Linked DNA regions of Mus musculus: region 1 is linked to region 2. A link is a contact called in public Hi-C data. All regions are on one chromosome and are shown on one strand. Each heading gives the region's core, a stretch centred on a gene start, on an enhancer-like site or on the middle of the called end of the contact. The rest is flanking DNA. Distances are from core to core; before and after follow the strand shown.

What was found. A called contact is a pair of places that touch in the nucleus more often than the background predicts.
Region 1: a contact with region 2 is called in a Hi-C map of the CH12 cell line. The contact joins two enhancer-like sites.

Annotation. Positions count from the first base shown.
Region 1 is chr6:70,748,937-70,755,560 of GRCm38.p6, reverse strand. Gm30211 (a long non-coding RNA gene) reads right to left here. Exons shown (of 7, transcript XR_001785278.2): 6 at 6,500-6,602; 7 at 3,871-5,761. Among named protein-coding and RNA genes, the nearest start is that of Gm30211, 23 kb to the right of the region's middle. Within about 2 kb of position 3,505, at least 15 of the 459 cell types and tissues checked have an H3K27ac peak or open chromatin away from gene starts, as enhancers often do. A contact at or near this core is called in the CH12 cell line, where this site is marked.
Region 2 is chr6:68,747,052-68,753,465 of GRCm38.p6, reverse strand. It overlaps Igk. Among named protein-coding and RNA genes, the nearest start is that of Gm25833, 220 kb to the right of the region's middle. Within about 2 kb of position 2,750, at least 11 of the 459 cell types and tissues checked have an H3K27ac peak or open chromatin away from gene starts, as enhancers often do. A contact at or near this core is called in the CH12 cell line, where this site is marked.

The sequences.
Region 1 (6,624 bases), core at 2,256-4,755, 2.0 Mb before region 2:
AATAGCTGACTGTGAGCATACTTTTGGATATTGTGAATACAGGGTCCTGGTTGTACAGGTTTTCTGTGTTTGGATTTTTGCTGTCTTTGGTTTATTTGTGTACACATGTAATGTATGTTATGTGTAAATTTGCAATTTACAATATTGAAATTTTCCTTCTTCATTTCTTTACATCTATGGTTTTTTAATCTATGGTTGCTCCTGGCAGGTAGGTGAGTGGTTCAGGAAGGGGGTCCTAGCTTATTCTAACTTTCTACTTTCAAAGCACAGAATGCTGGGTTGTGAGAGACGCTCTGCTGTTAGGGACTCTTCTCTTGTGTGGCACTTTTCCGGGGTGGGGGGGCCATCTCACAGTGTCACTAGTTACTTTGGCGACAGGAATTTTGGATTGTTTTGTTGTTTTAGTGTCGGAACTCCAGCTTCTGTTGGTTTTCCTTGCAATGGGGACTCACTCAAGGAAGGACAGATCTCCTCTCTCCACTGAAGCTGAAATATCCATCCTCCCTGCTTCCTGGCAGTAGCGGGGTGTGTCCAGCTGCTCCTACCCAGGGCTTGAGTCCTAAGGGAGTATCTCAGCTCTACCGTGATGCCCCGGAGCGCCGGAGCGCGCCAAACCAACTGCTTAGAGCACTTCCATTTGCTAACAGTCCTTCAAATGAAGCAGGGGCTGGGGCCTGTGGAGGTTGCCTGGGCCTCCTGCTCTCCATGGGCCATCTTGGGCTTCCTCACAGCATGGAGCAGATGGACTCAAAAGAGTTAGCTTTCTAGCGCTGTGACAAATTACCTGAGATAATCAACATAGAAGAAAGGTTTGTTTTGACCAGAGGGTTCAGTTCTTTGTCATTTGCCCCTGGGTTGTTTTTGGGCCTGACAGGAACCAAAGAATGAGGAAGCTGTTCACTTCATGGAGGCCAGGAAGTGGGGAGAGGAGAGGGCTGGGGCATCCCAATATTTCCTTCAAGGCCATGTCCCACTAGGCTTCACTTCCCACGGATTCTTCCACCTTGGCCTTTGGCGGATATTTAACAGATCCATAGCAGGAAAGTGGTTATGGAACTCACGGGCCTTTCTCAAAGTATACAACGTCACACCTACATAGTGTACTCTTCACAGGTAAAGGAGCTGGAAAACCGACTCTACCCGCCCATTAATGCCTTTCCATGTTGATACAGGGGATGACAAAGATGTAAGGATGGTTACTGTGCATTTGGCTGGTGGGAGGGGCAGCGATGCCAGTTACCCGAGTCAGGGCAGCGCGGCCAGCAGTGCCAGATTGTAAAGGTGCTTTAGAGTGGGAACCTGGCTGTTTGCCAATTGTCAGGCTCTCTTGATTCTAATTTTCTAGCACGTAGAATCCCGTGCTATGCTTTTAACAATTCCCCTCTGTTTAATGCCACCACAGCCAGTGTCTATGTACCTAAGGATTTGATGATAACCTTAATCTCTAAGAGAGCTAGTGAGAACTCTAGTAAGAGGCAGGAGAGTTTACCAAAGAGGAAACACCTGAAAAAACGTTCTGCCTCGCTAACATTGAAGACAAAACACCTAAATTAAACAGCAGCAGCAGCAGCATCAGGGTGCCCTTCTTACTGTCTCAGCAACAATAATATAAACAGGGGTGTGGAGATGGCGAGACGGCTTTCCCAGCTTGCCGGTGGGGTTGTAAACTCTTCTGACTTTTCTTACTAGATATTTTTTGGCAATATGTACCAAGAAACAGAAAATGTCCCATTCATTTTTAGTTACTTGTAGGAAACAGTCCTGTACAAGTACATTGCAGGGTGGATACTAATTTAGATATGAAGATGTTTGTACCAAGGTAATATTTTAGCAAATATGGAAACCTAAATGATGTGAATTATTATTCAGTCTTTTAAGATCGAGTTTGTTCACTGGGGTTGTGTGTCTCTCAGTGGGAGAGTGCCTCTAGGTTTGATCTCCAGCACCACATTAAACCCTTGTATGCTGATACAGGCTGTAATTCCAGCACTCAGGAAGTAGAGGCAGGAAGATCAGGAGTTTAAGGTCACCCTTGGCCATCGCTTTGTCAGACCTTGTCTCAAACAAAATAAAACAACAACAAACCAAGATAACACCATCTGTAAAGTACTATATTTGACAACCCATGTGGAATAATTTTAAATGAATATACACATTGATCTTGTCATGATTAGGAACATATACCACTCTGGGTATTCCAAACAATGTCATAGTGGGACCTACTTTGTAGGTGACAAATAGCAGAGAACCCATCATTAAGCTGAAGGGACCTGGAGCTGAGCAATGTCAGGGTTGCAAGAGCTCTCACGGCCTAGAAATTTCCCACTTGGTGGGTGCAAGAGTGGTGGCTACTGGAAAATTCCTTCCCCAGGCAGGGCTGGTGAGCAAATATCCTGGCTTGACCCTTCTACGCTTTACACTTGCCAGTCTAGTGGGATAGTGGAAGCCAGTTTGACAGGGGCCAGGGGTAGGGAGTGAAACCGGAAGCAGATGGAAAATGGCTACTGCATAGCATGATCTCAACTATGTAAAAATAATATGTATCAAATGATGTTAAAAATAGTCTTTGATGGATTGATAGCTACCTCCTATTCCCCTCCCCCCCCTTTTTTTTTTAAAGAAAGAGGTCAGGAATTACAGATGCAAGCATCACCAACAGAATACAAGAGACAGAAGAGAGAATCTCAGGTGTAGAAGATACCTTAGAACACGTTGACACAAATTCCTAATCCAAAACATCCAGGAAATCTAGGGCAAAAAGGTGACATTTTAGATAAGTCATTATCTAAATAATAAGCCTTTTAAATAATAAGCCTTTAAAATGATAATTTTAGATAAGTCACCCGAGAGACTCTGGCCTCAGAACTTGGTGTCACTCAAGGCAGTGGCCAGAAGGGAGCGCTCCAGCCCAGCACGTCAAAACCTCCAAGGCCAGGCAGAGGCTGGGATTTCTGTGACCACAGCAGAGTGGGCTATTTGGGAGACATGGCCTTATCAGTTACTGTCCTTAAAGGCTTATTATCTCTGTTTTCATTTCAACAGTCCTTCCTCTTTGGGAAAGTTATTGTCATGGTCCTTTAGAAAGCTAAGCTGAACATCACCGGACCTCACGGTTTCTTCCGGGTCCTGTTGGAGTGTTTGGCACTTGCTCACTGATTGATCAGAGAGCCCCACTCTCCTGGTTATGCGTGGCTAAAGGAACGTGTTCTGAGGTGCTTAAGGCTCCTAGTGCTGGATAATTAATATGTGCCCATAAAATCCACTGTGGTGTCCCCCCCAGTAAATCCCTTAGGTCTCTCAGTATGCTTGCATTTCTAGTATTTCTCTTCATCATCTGACTCTGTCTGGGACAACAGCCCTGGGTCCAGTTAACCAGCAAAAACTACACGTGTGGCTGTTTATGAAGTGGCCAGGACATTTTCTAGCATGGAAGATGGGTTCGTTTGACTGTTTGCTACTTCAGCTCACTGCCAAGCCCTTAACTTTGTTATCGTAAGCGCACAAAGCCACCCATAACTGACTGTGCTGGCTGGGTTGGGGTGCAAATCTGCCTGTCTGAAGCCCCTGCCCACACGACTCCTTCAGGCAGACGGTTTTTCTATGGACATCTACTGACAGGTTATCACAGGTCAGGGGAGGTTGTTTTAGGGAACATGGAAGTTTTCCTGGGAGAATATGAGTCAAACTTAAATACTGGACACTTTAAAGCTACATTAGGGCTCAAATCTGAGCTCAACTGCAGTCCTAGGGAGATCCACCCTGGGCTGCCACTAGGGTCCTCACAGTGAGTGCTGCTAACTGACTGCCCGTGCAGAAACTGGGTAAAGAGCAGTGTCCTGAATCCACTCCCCCCCCGCCCCGCCCCCGGCTGTGTACCCCTCACAGGTTGGTCCCTCTCTGTGTGTGGTTGCTGTGGGAGGGATTGTTGGAAAGTCCAAGGGAGGTTAAGGAAATGGAAGAATAATCTTAGGTAACTCTTCATAGCTTGGCTTCCCCAAGGACTCCCTCACCCATATTCTCCGTTAGAGAGAGTCTGCCTTCATTTCTGTGTTTCCCCCTAATATCTATTTCTGCTGTTTGTTGTAGTGTTAAACTTCTGTTTTAGAAAAGGACTTAAGACCATGCACAGGAAAATGTTGTTTTTTTTTTTCCCCGAAATACAAAAAGTGTGTGTAATCAAAACAGAATTGTAAATAACATTCAGTTAGGAAGCTTGGAAAGATGCTTCCTATGGTAGAGAGAGGCTGACATTTGTAAAGCCGAGGTAGTCTCTCTTCCTCTCAACTCCAAGGCCCTGAGTTTGACCCGCAGCAAAAACAAACAAACAAATGAAAACTTCAGTAAGAAACAAAACAAAATATCTCAATCCAAGCAAAAATAAAGGCCTGCCTGTAATTGGTTAAAACGGGGCCTGGACTCCTGAGGTGTGAAGACTGTCTCTGAGCAAGCTTTACCCCTGCCTGACGCTGTTGGCAGAGGCTGGCCCTGGGGATACTTGGGATTTTGCAGAATTGGGTTTTGCGTTCCCTATGCTAACGTCCAAGCATCAATTCCTAAGAACAAAACTCTTGTTTTATTTAAAAATACATTCTCACCGAGTTTACGTACAATCAAACTCACAGGATGCATGCTTATTCTTAAAACATGTTGCTGTATAATGTGCACGCATGTAAAGTTCCATATTTATGTTTAAAAGTTTCAAGAAAGGAACTTTTTTTTTTTCTGAGTAATCATGGTTGTGTTTCTGACTGCATGTCTACACTTTCAATGATTATAAATTGCGTTCATGGGCAGTCTTTTATGGGCACCCACAAGATCACTTCTAGTCCCCAGTGTGTAATCTAAGTGTAAATTATGGCAATGGAGAAATGATCCAAAACAGTTACTTAAACGCAGAGTTGCTTTCTAGAATAGATTTTTTTCTGAATAATTTTCTGTACTTAAAATAATTATCTCTTTTATAGTTGTAATTTTATCAGTAAGGATAATTCTAAGTGAATTCCAATGGCTATTTTTGTTGTTGTGGTGGTGGTTTTGAGACAGGGTCTTACTCTGTAGACAGGACTCCTGGTTCTGGGGCTCTGATGTTGGTAATTTTAGGAGAGACTTTGACGCTTGAGGACAGCTCACGCAACCCCTTCTTTTAAAACCCAGTTACTTTTCTGACACACTGATGGTTAGTTTTCATCTGGCTTTAAGAAGTCTCCATTAGAGCTAAAATGCTTCATGAAAAGCGTCTTAGCCCGGGGAGTGGGGGAGTAGAGAGGATTACTTTCCAATGGCTACTCATTGTACTGCTAGAATACTTTGCTCCAAAAAATTACATGAAGAAATTTCCAGCAGGCAAATCAGTAAAAAGAACATGTATTCGTCTGTAGTTCCTTTTCTTTAACATATTCAGAAATGACTCAAGGATACAAGTAGACACACACATGTGGGAGTTAGAGAGAATTGGCTTGATCAAAACATGCAGCTATCCCAGACATACCCTCACTAATTAATCCCAGACAGCTGTGTAAGCATAGCACATTCTCACCATGGCTTAACCTGTTTTTACAGCATACACATGGCTTGACAACAAAGCCTAATTGGTAATTCTGTTTGCTGGAGGCAGAGATTTTACCTTTCAGGTCATTTAATCCCAGCTGTTAGGCTGTGTGTTTGGTTAAGTAGTAGCTTTCCACTTCAGGGGCTGGAGCAGGCTCTCCACACTGAGAGATGATCCCCAGGGAGCCCAGCATGGGAGGCATTGGCTTCATCTCTGTTCGAAAACAAGGCAGAGGCTGCTGTCATGCTTCCATGTGGCATATTGTTCTAGTTCTAGTTGCTGGATATTCTTTATTATAAAACAGTATTCAGCATCCAGAAATTATTAGCGCATATTAATTGCACAAAATACCAATTTTCATTTTTTTTTTTTTTTGAGACAGGGTTTCTCTGTATAGCCCTGGCTGTCCTGGAACTCACTCTGTAGATCAGGCTGGCCTCGAACTCAGAAATCCGCCTGCCTCTGCCTCCTGAGTGCTGGGATTAAAGGCGTGCGCCACCACGCCTGGCCTTCATTATATTTTTATACGTGTGTAACAAGGTTGGATCATAGTCACCGGTTTCTTGTCCTTGTTTCCTTCTTTACCTTCCTGCTGTCTGACTCCTTTCTCTTACCAAATGCTCCTCTTTCTACATTCATGCCTTAAAAAAAAATCTAGCTTCACATATGAGATAAAATGTGGTTTGTCCTAATATGGCTTATTTTGCTTAACATAATGATTTCCAGTTTTAACCATTTTTCTAGAAAGAACACAATTTAGCTGTTTATGGCCCTGTAAAATTGCATTGGAGGGCTGATGAGACGGCTCACTGGGTTAAGGTAAAATTGCACTGGAGGGCTGATGAGATGGCTCACTGGGTTAAGGTGCTGGTAAAATTGCATTGGAGGGCTGATGAGATGGCTCACTGGGTTAAGGTAAAATTGCACTGGAGGGCTGATGAGATGGCTCACTGGGTTAAGGTGCTGGTAAAATTGCACTGGAGGGCTGATGAGATGGCTCACTGGGCTAAGGTGCTGGTCCCCAAGCCTGATGACCTGCATTGGATCCAGGGACCTATGCAATAGAGGGAGAGAAT
Region 2 (6,414 bases), core at 1,501-4,000:
AAAAAAAAAAAAAAAAGTGAGGGTCACAGAATCCAATGGGATCGAATTTAGCTGTAATGTACAGAGAAGATGGAGATAGAACCTGTGAGGACCACCTACAGTGGATAGGCTCTGCCCCTGGCAGAGGGCTAGAGCCACCTACCCATCTCAAAGTTTTATTTATTTTAAATAAATGAATAAATAAATGCCACAGGGGCACATGTTCCACTATGTTCATAGCGGTCTTGTTTGTGAGAGCCAGAAGCTAGCAACAACCCAGATATCCCATGGCAGAAGAATGGTCCAGAAAATGTGTTTCATTTGCATAATGGAATACTACTCAGATATTAAGAACAAGAACATAATGAGTTTTTTCAGGCAAATGGATGGAACTAGAAAATATCATACTCAGAAGGACATGCATATTATGTACTCATTAATAAGTGGATATCAGAAAAAATACAGAATACCCTAGATACAGTCCACAGAACTCAAAGGGGCCAAAAAGCTGAAGGGTCCAAGTGAGGATGCCTCAGGCCCACTTTGGGGAGGGGGTAGAAGAAAGCAATCACAAGTGGGGAGAGAGGGAGAGACCTGTGAGGGAAAGTAGACAGGGCAGGGGGAGGGAGAGGTGAACCTGATATGGTATTGGATGAGGGAAAAGGACAGAAGCCCTGAGGGCCAGCAGAATGAATGGAAACAGGCAACCTCAAGAGGTAGGAAGTTGGGGGAACCCTCCAGAATACAGCAAAGTCCTGGGAGGTGAAAGACTCTCAGGTCTCACAGGGAGACCTTTGATGAAATACCAGACAGTAGGGAGAGGGAACTTATAGAGCCCACCCCCAGCTGAAAGTGAGACAGGGGGTTGCCATCCCATATTCAAAAATGATTCAAAACGGTTCCTCGATGAAAGATCTGCAGGGATGAGAATGGAAAGGAGCCTGAGGAAAAGAAATTCTAGAGACAGCCTAAAAGTGGGATCCAGCCCAAGGGAAGGTCCCAAGGCCTGACACTATTACTGAGGCTATGGACTGCTCACAAAAATGGACCTAGCATGACCTCACTCTGGAAGACCCAACAGGCAGCTTAAAGAGTCAGATGTAGACATTTGCACCCAACCAATGGACAGAAGCTGCTGACCCTTGTTGAAATAGGGAAAGGCTGAAAGGAGCTCAGGAGGAGGGCAACCCTGTAGGAGGGCCAGCAGTCTCAATTAATCTGGACCCCTGAGATCTCTCAAAAACTGGACCACCAAACAGGCAGCATGCACCAGCTGATATGAGGCTCCCAACACGTATATAGCAGAGGACTACCGGGTCAGACAGAGAAGGTGCACCTAACCCTCAAAAGACTGGAGGCCCTAGGTAGTTTAGAGGTCAGGCAGGGTGGGTGGTGGATGGTGGGGGATGAGGACATCCTCATGGAGACAGGGAGTAAAGAGGAGGACAGTTGGAGTGTGGACAAGGGTGGGGAGAGAATGAAATCTGGAATGTAAATAAATCGAAGTTTGTTTTTGTTTTTTTATAACCCAGAAATGTTCCTTTCCAAAGGAAGAACAGGGATAAAAAAATGGAACCAATGGAGACTGAAGGAAGGTCCAATTGGGGAACGGACCCACCTGGGGAATACATTAAGTCTGCAGGCACGAAACCCAACACTATTGCTTGAGTCAAGAGGCACCTGTGAGAGGAGCAAAGTGTGGAAGTTCCTGGGAGGTACAGCCATCAGCTGACCAATGTACAGGCAGGTGCTTGGAGTCATCTGTCAGGATGACTCAGGGAACCTGGTTGAGGAGCTGGCAGAAGGACTGGAGGAATGGAGGGGGATTGAAACCCCATTGGAAGAACAACATAGGCTGGCCTTACCACCCAGTTCTCCCAAAGACTATACCACCAACCAAGGAGTGTACCTAAAGGAATCTTCAGCTCCAGATCCATATGTAGCAGAGGATGGCCTTGCCAGACAGCAACAGGAGGGGGAGGCCTTTTGTCCTGGGGAAGTTTTGTGCCTCAGAGTAGGGGAATACTGGAGCAGTGGGGCAGGAGAGTGTGGGTGTGTGTGGGAGCACTCTCATACAGACAAAAGAAAGTGAGGAGGGAAGATTTGTGATGGGGGACATGGCGGAGGGATAACTGGGAAGTGGGATATTGGAGTCAGTGTTGTTGGAGGAGGTAACTGGGAAGGGGGATATCATTTGAGATGTAAACAAATGAAATGATTAATATTAATAAAAGAAAAAATAATACAGGAAAAGCAGCTTCTGACTTGGACAACAACATGTTCTACAGGAAGCTATCTGAGCTTTACATTATGTAAGACTTCTCTCATGCTTGTATCATGTAAATCAAAGCTCTCAAATAGTGGCTGCTTTTGTGTTCGAATGAGACTGTGATAATAAAAATCACACTTTGTTTTCTGATTAATTTCTTCAAAAGCAGGATGAAGTCCGTGGATTTCTGTGGATGTCTTATATTATTCAGCCCTTCTGAAACATGTTTTTTTTATTATTTTGTTCTCATGACTTTAAGATATTTTCACTAAGATGATCTAGGCTTTCATTAATCCAGTCAATTCTCATTAGCTATAGTGGGCTTGGGCTATTGTTCAGTCTTCTTACCAGCCTTTCTGGTTTAGTTTCTGGCCCATTCTGAATATGGTTGCCATATTTTCTATAAAGAGTGCATTTCACCACATCTAACAATGTAAGTGTTTTAAAAAGGCTGGGGTGAGACAGAAAGTGTCTTCTGAGTAACCACTATACTTTCACCTCTAACTGAATCTGCTTTTCATAGTGTCCTCTAGGGATTCCACACTAATGATAGCTACTACTGTTTGCTCTCTAGAGGGCAGACAGATTTCCTGATGTTACGCATAATTTTCTGAGCAGCTGAACTTCTTCATCTCAGCTCTGTGGTCTTTGTTCCTCTTCATCTTGCATGAATATGGAACATAAAAAAAAAGAACTTCTAGATGTTACCACTCACAGAGGATATCTCTAAATATACCAAAGAATGAGATCCTACTATCCAAGTGCTGACAACTCTTTTATTCTGAGAAAACATACATACATGTGTTTTTGCACACACACATATTACATGTACACATTTATAGTATGATATAATCATATATGTTAAATAACACAATTATGATATTGCAAATGTGAAAATTTATAAGACTATAATCTAGTTTCCAGTTACTTTGCTGTCTATACTGGGCACTGAAAAACTCCCATCTAAAATTTAATCCCATAGATTCCACATATTCTTGTTAAAAGACATGTCCTATGACTGGCTATTAAATTCTGATTTGGAAGATCTCTCTACTGGTTTCAGTTGTCTTGTATTGAAATTTATCTTCTGATTTCTAGTCAGAGATAGCAAGGCACCATTTATCTCATGTACATGGGAGAGTACAGAAAACCGAAGCTATCTTTCACACAGTGTGGTAGCATGTTACAAAACCGGAAATCCCTGAAAAGAGAAAAGATTGGGTCAACACAAATATATAACTTCCCATCGATCTGGTGTGGTCTGGGTTGTCTGAGCCTTTTGCCACTTCTCTTGTTTCATTACTAGATGGCAATCTAAGACAAAGTTTGCATGACTCTGCTGTGGACTGGCAATTATATAGAATAGAACCTTGGTAGGAAGAATGAGAGGAATTTCTGCAAATTTCAGGGGTGTAACATTTCAACTACTATGTAACTAACCAGAATAAACACATTTACTCATCAAATGGATTTATTGGGACTCAACAGATAGATGACTCTGAATGGAGTACCTATCTATTCAGAGGACCTGTTTGGTTTCCAGAATTTTTATTTGGTGGCTAAGAACCAAAAGTAATAACATCAGTTCCAACACATCTCACATCTGTTTCTTTTAAGCTCAATTTAATACATATTCAAAACACACATTTGTTGATTTTATGCCTAGATTATTTGTCTCATCCCAATTTGGAAAAAAAAATATATGTTTATACTGATCTACCAACGTAAGTCATTCAATAATTTCTAACACAGTTGGAATAACTATGCCATAGCAGTTCTAATCCAAATTATTGGAAAATTGATCAGAATGGAAATTATTTTGCCTCCTTGTATGATAGGTAACACAGGATTATATTACTAAAAACTGCTTCTATAACTCTCTAATGCATGGAGCATGGATGTATGGACATCACTGCAACATCTCAAAAGGACTACATTTGTCTTTTTAAATGAGGAGACAACCTCTGTTTTACTAATATTGATTTTAGTCTTTAAAGATGTCAGACTAGGAAACATGGCAAAGTATATCAAGTTACTCAATAAATCTAGCTGTTAAACTATTCACTAATAATGAAAAAATATATTTATTGCATGGTTACTATTTTTTAATTAATTAATTTTTATTAGATATTTTCTTTATTTACATTGGAAATGTTATTTCCTTTCCTGGTTTCCCCTCCAAAAATCTACTATCCCCTCCCCGCTCCCCCTACTCCCCAACACACCCACTCCTATTTCTAGTCCAGGCATTCCCCTATACTGGGGCATAGAGCCTTCACAGGACCAAGGGCCTCTCCTCCTATTGATGACCGAATAGGACATCCACTGTTACATATATGGCTAGAGCCACAATTTCAACCATGAGTTTTCTTTGATTGGTGGTATAGTTCCAAGGAGTTCTGGGGTACAGGTTAGTTCAAATTGATGTTCCTCCTGTGAGGCTTCAGAATGCTTCAGCTCCCTGGGTATTTTCTCAAACTCCTTAATTGGGTACCTTGTTCTTTGTCCAATGGATGACTGTGGGAATCCACCTCTATATTTGCCAGCTACTGGTAGACCCTCACAAGAGACAGCTCCTGTCAGCAGGCTCTTGTTGGCATCTGCCTACTGTCTGGGTTTTGTGGTAGTTTATGGGATGGATCCCTAAGTGGGGTAGTCTCTGGATGGTCTTTCCTTCAGTATCAGCTCCAAAGTTTGTCTTTGTAACTCCTTCGATGGGTATTTTGTTCCCCATTCTAAGAAGGAACGACATATCCACACTTAGGTCTTCCTTCTTCTTGAGTTTTATGTGTTCTGCAAATTGTATCTTGGGTATTCTAAGTTTCTGGGCTAATATCCACTTATCAGTGAGTGCATATCATGTGTGTTCTTTTGTGATTGGGTTACCTCACTCAAGATGATATCATCCAGATTCATCCATTTGCCTAAGAATTTCATAAATTCATTGTCTTTAATACCTGAGAAGTACTCCATTGTGTAAATGTACCACATTTTCTGAATCCATTCCTCTGTTGAGGGACATCTGGGTTCTTTCCAGCTTCTGGCTATTATAAATAAGGCTGCTATGAACATAGTGGAGCATGGGTCCTTATTATAAGTTTGAACTTCTTGCTATATGCCCAGGAGAGGTATTACTGGATATTCCAGGAATACTATGTCCAATTTTCTGAGAAACCTCCAAACTGATTTCCAGAGTAGTTGTACCAGCTTGCAATCCCACCAGCAATGGAGGATTGTTCCTCTTTCTCCACATCCTTGACAGCATCTGCTGTTACCTGAATTTTTGATCTTACTAACTGGTATGAAATGGAATCTCAGGGTTGTTTTGATTTGCGTTTTCCTGATCATTAAAGATGGTGTACATTTTTTCAGGTGCTTCTCAGCCCTTCAGTATCCCTCACTTGAGAATTCTTTGTTTAGCTCTGTACTCCATTTTTAATGGGGTTATTTGAATTTCTGGAGTCCAGCTTCTTGAGCTCTTTGTATATATTGGATATTAGATCCCTATCAAATTTAGGATTGGTAAAAGTCCTTTCCCAATCTGTTGGTGGCCTTTTTGTCTTATTGACAGTGTATTTTGCCTTACAGAAGCTTTGCAATTTCATAAGGTCCCATTTGTCAATTCTTTTTTTTAATATTTTTTATTACATATTTTCCTCAATTACATTTCCAATGCTATCCCAACAGTCCCCCATAGCATCCCCCACACTTCCCCACCCACCCATTCCTATTTTTTTGGCCCTGGCGTTCCCCTGTACTGGGGCATATACAGTTTGCATGTCCAATGGGCCTCTCTTTCCAGTGATGGCCGACTAGGCCATCTTTTGATACATATGCAGCTAGAGCCAAGAGCTCCGGGGTACTGGTTAGTTCATAATGTTATTCCACCTATAGGGTTGCAGATCCCTTTAGCTCCTTGGGTACTTTCTCTAGCTCCTCCATTGGGAGCCCTGTGATCCATCCAATAGCTGATTGTGAGCATCCACTTCTGTGTTTGCTAGGACCCGGCATAGTCTCACAAGTGACAGCTATATCTGGGCCCTTTCAGCAAATTCTTGCTAGTGTATGCAATGGTGTTAGTGTTTGGAAGCTGATTATGGGGTGGATCCCTGGATATGGCAGTCTCTAGATGGTCCATCCTTTCGTCTCAGCTCCAAACTTTGTCT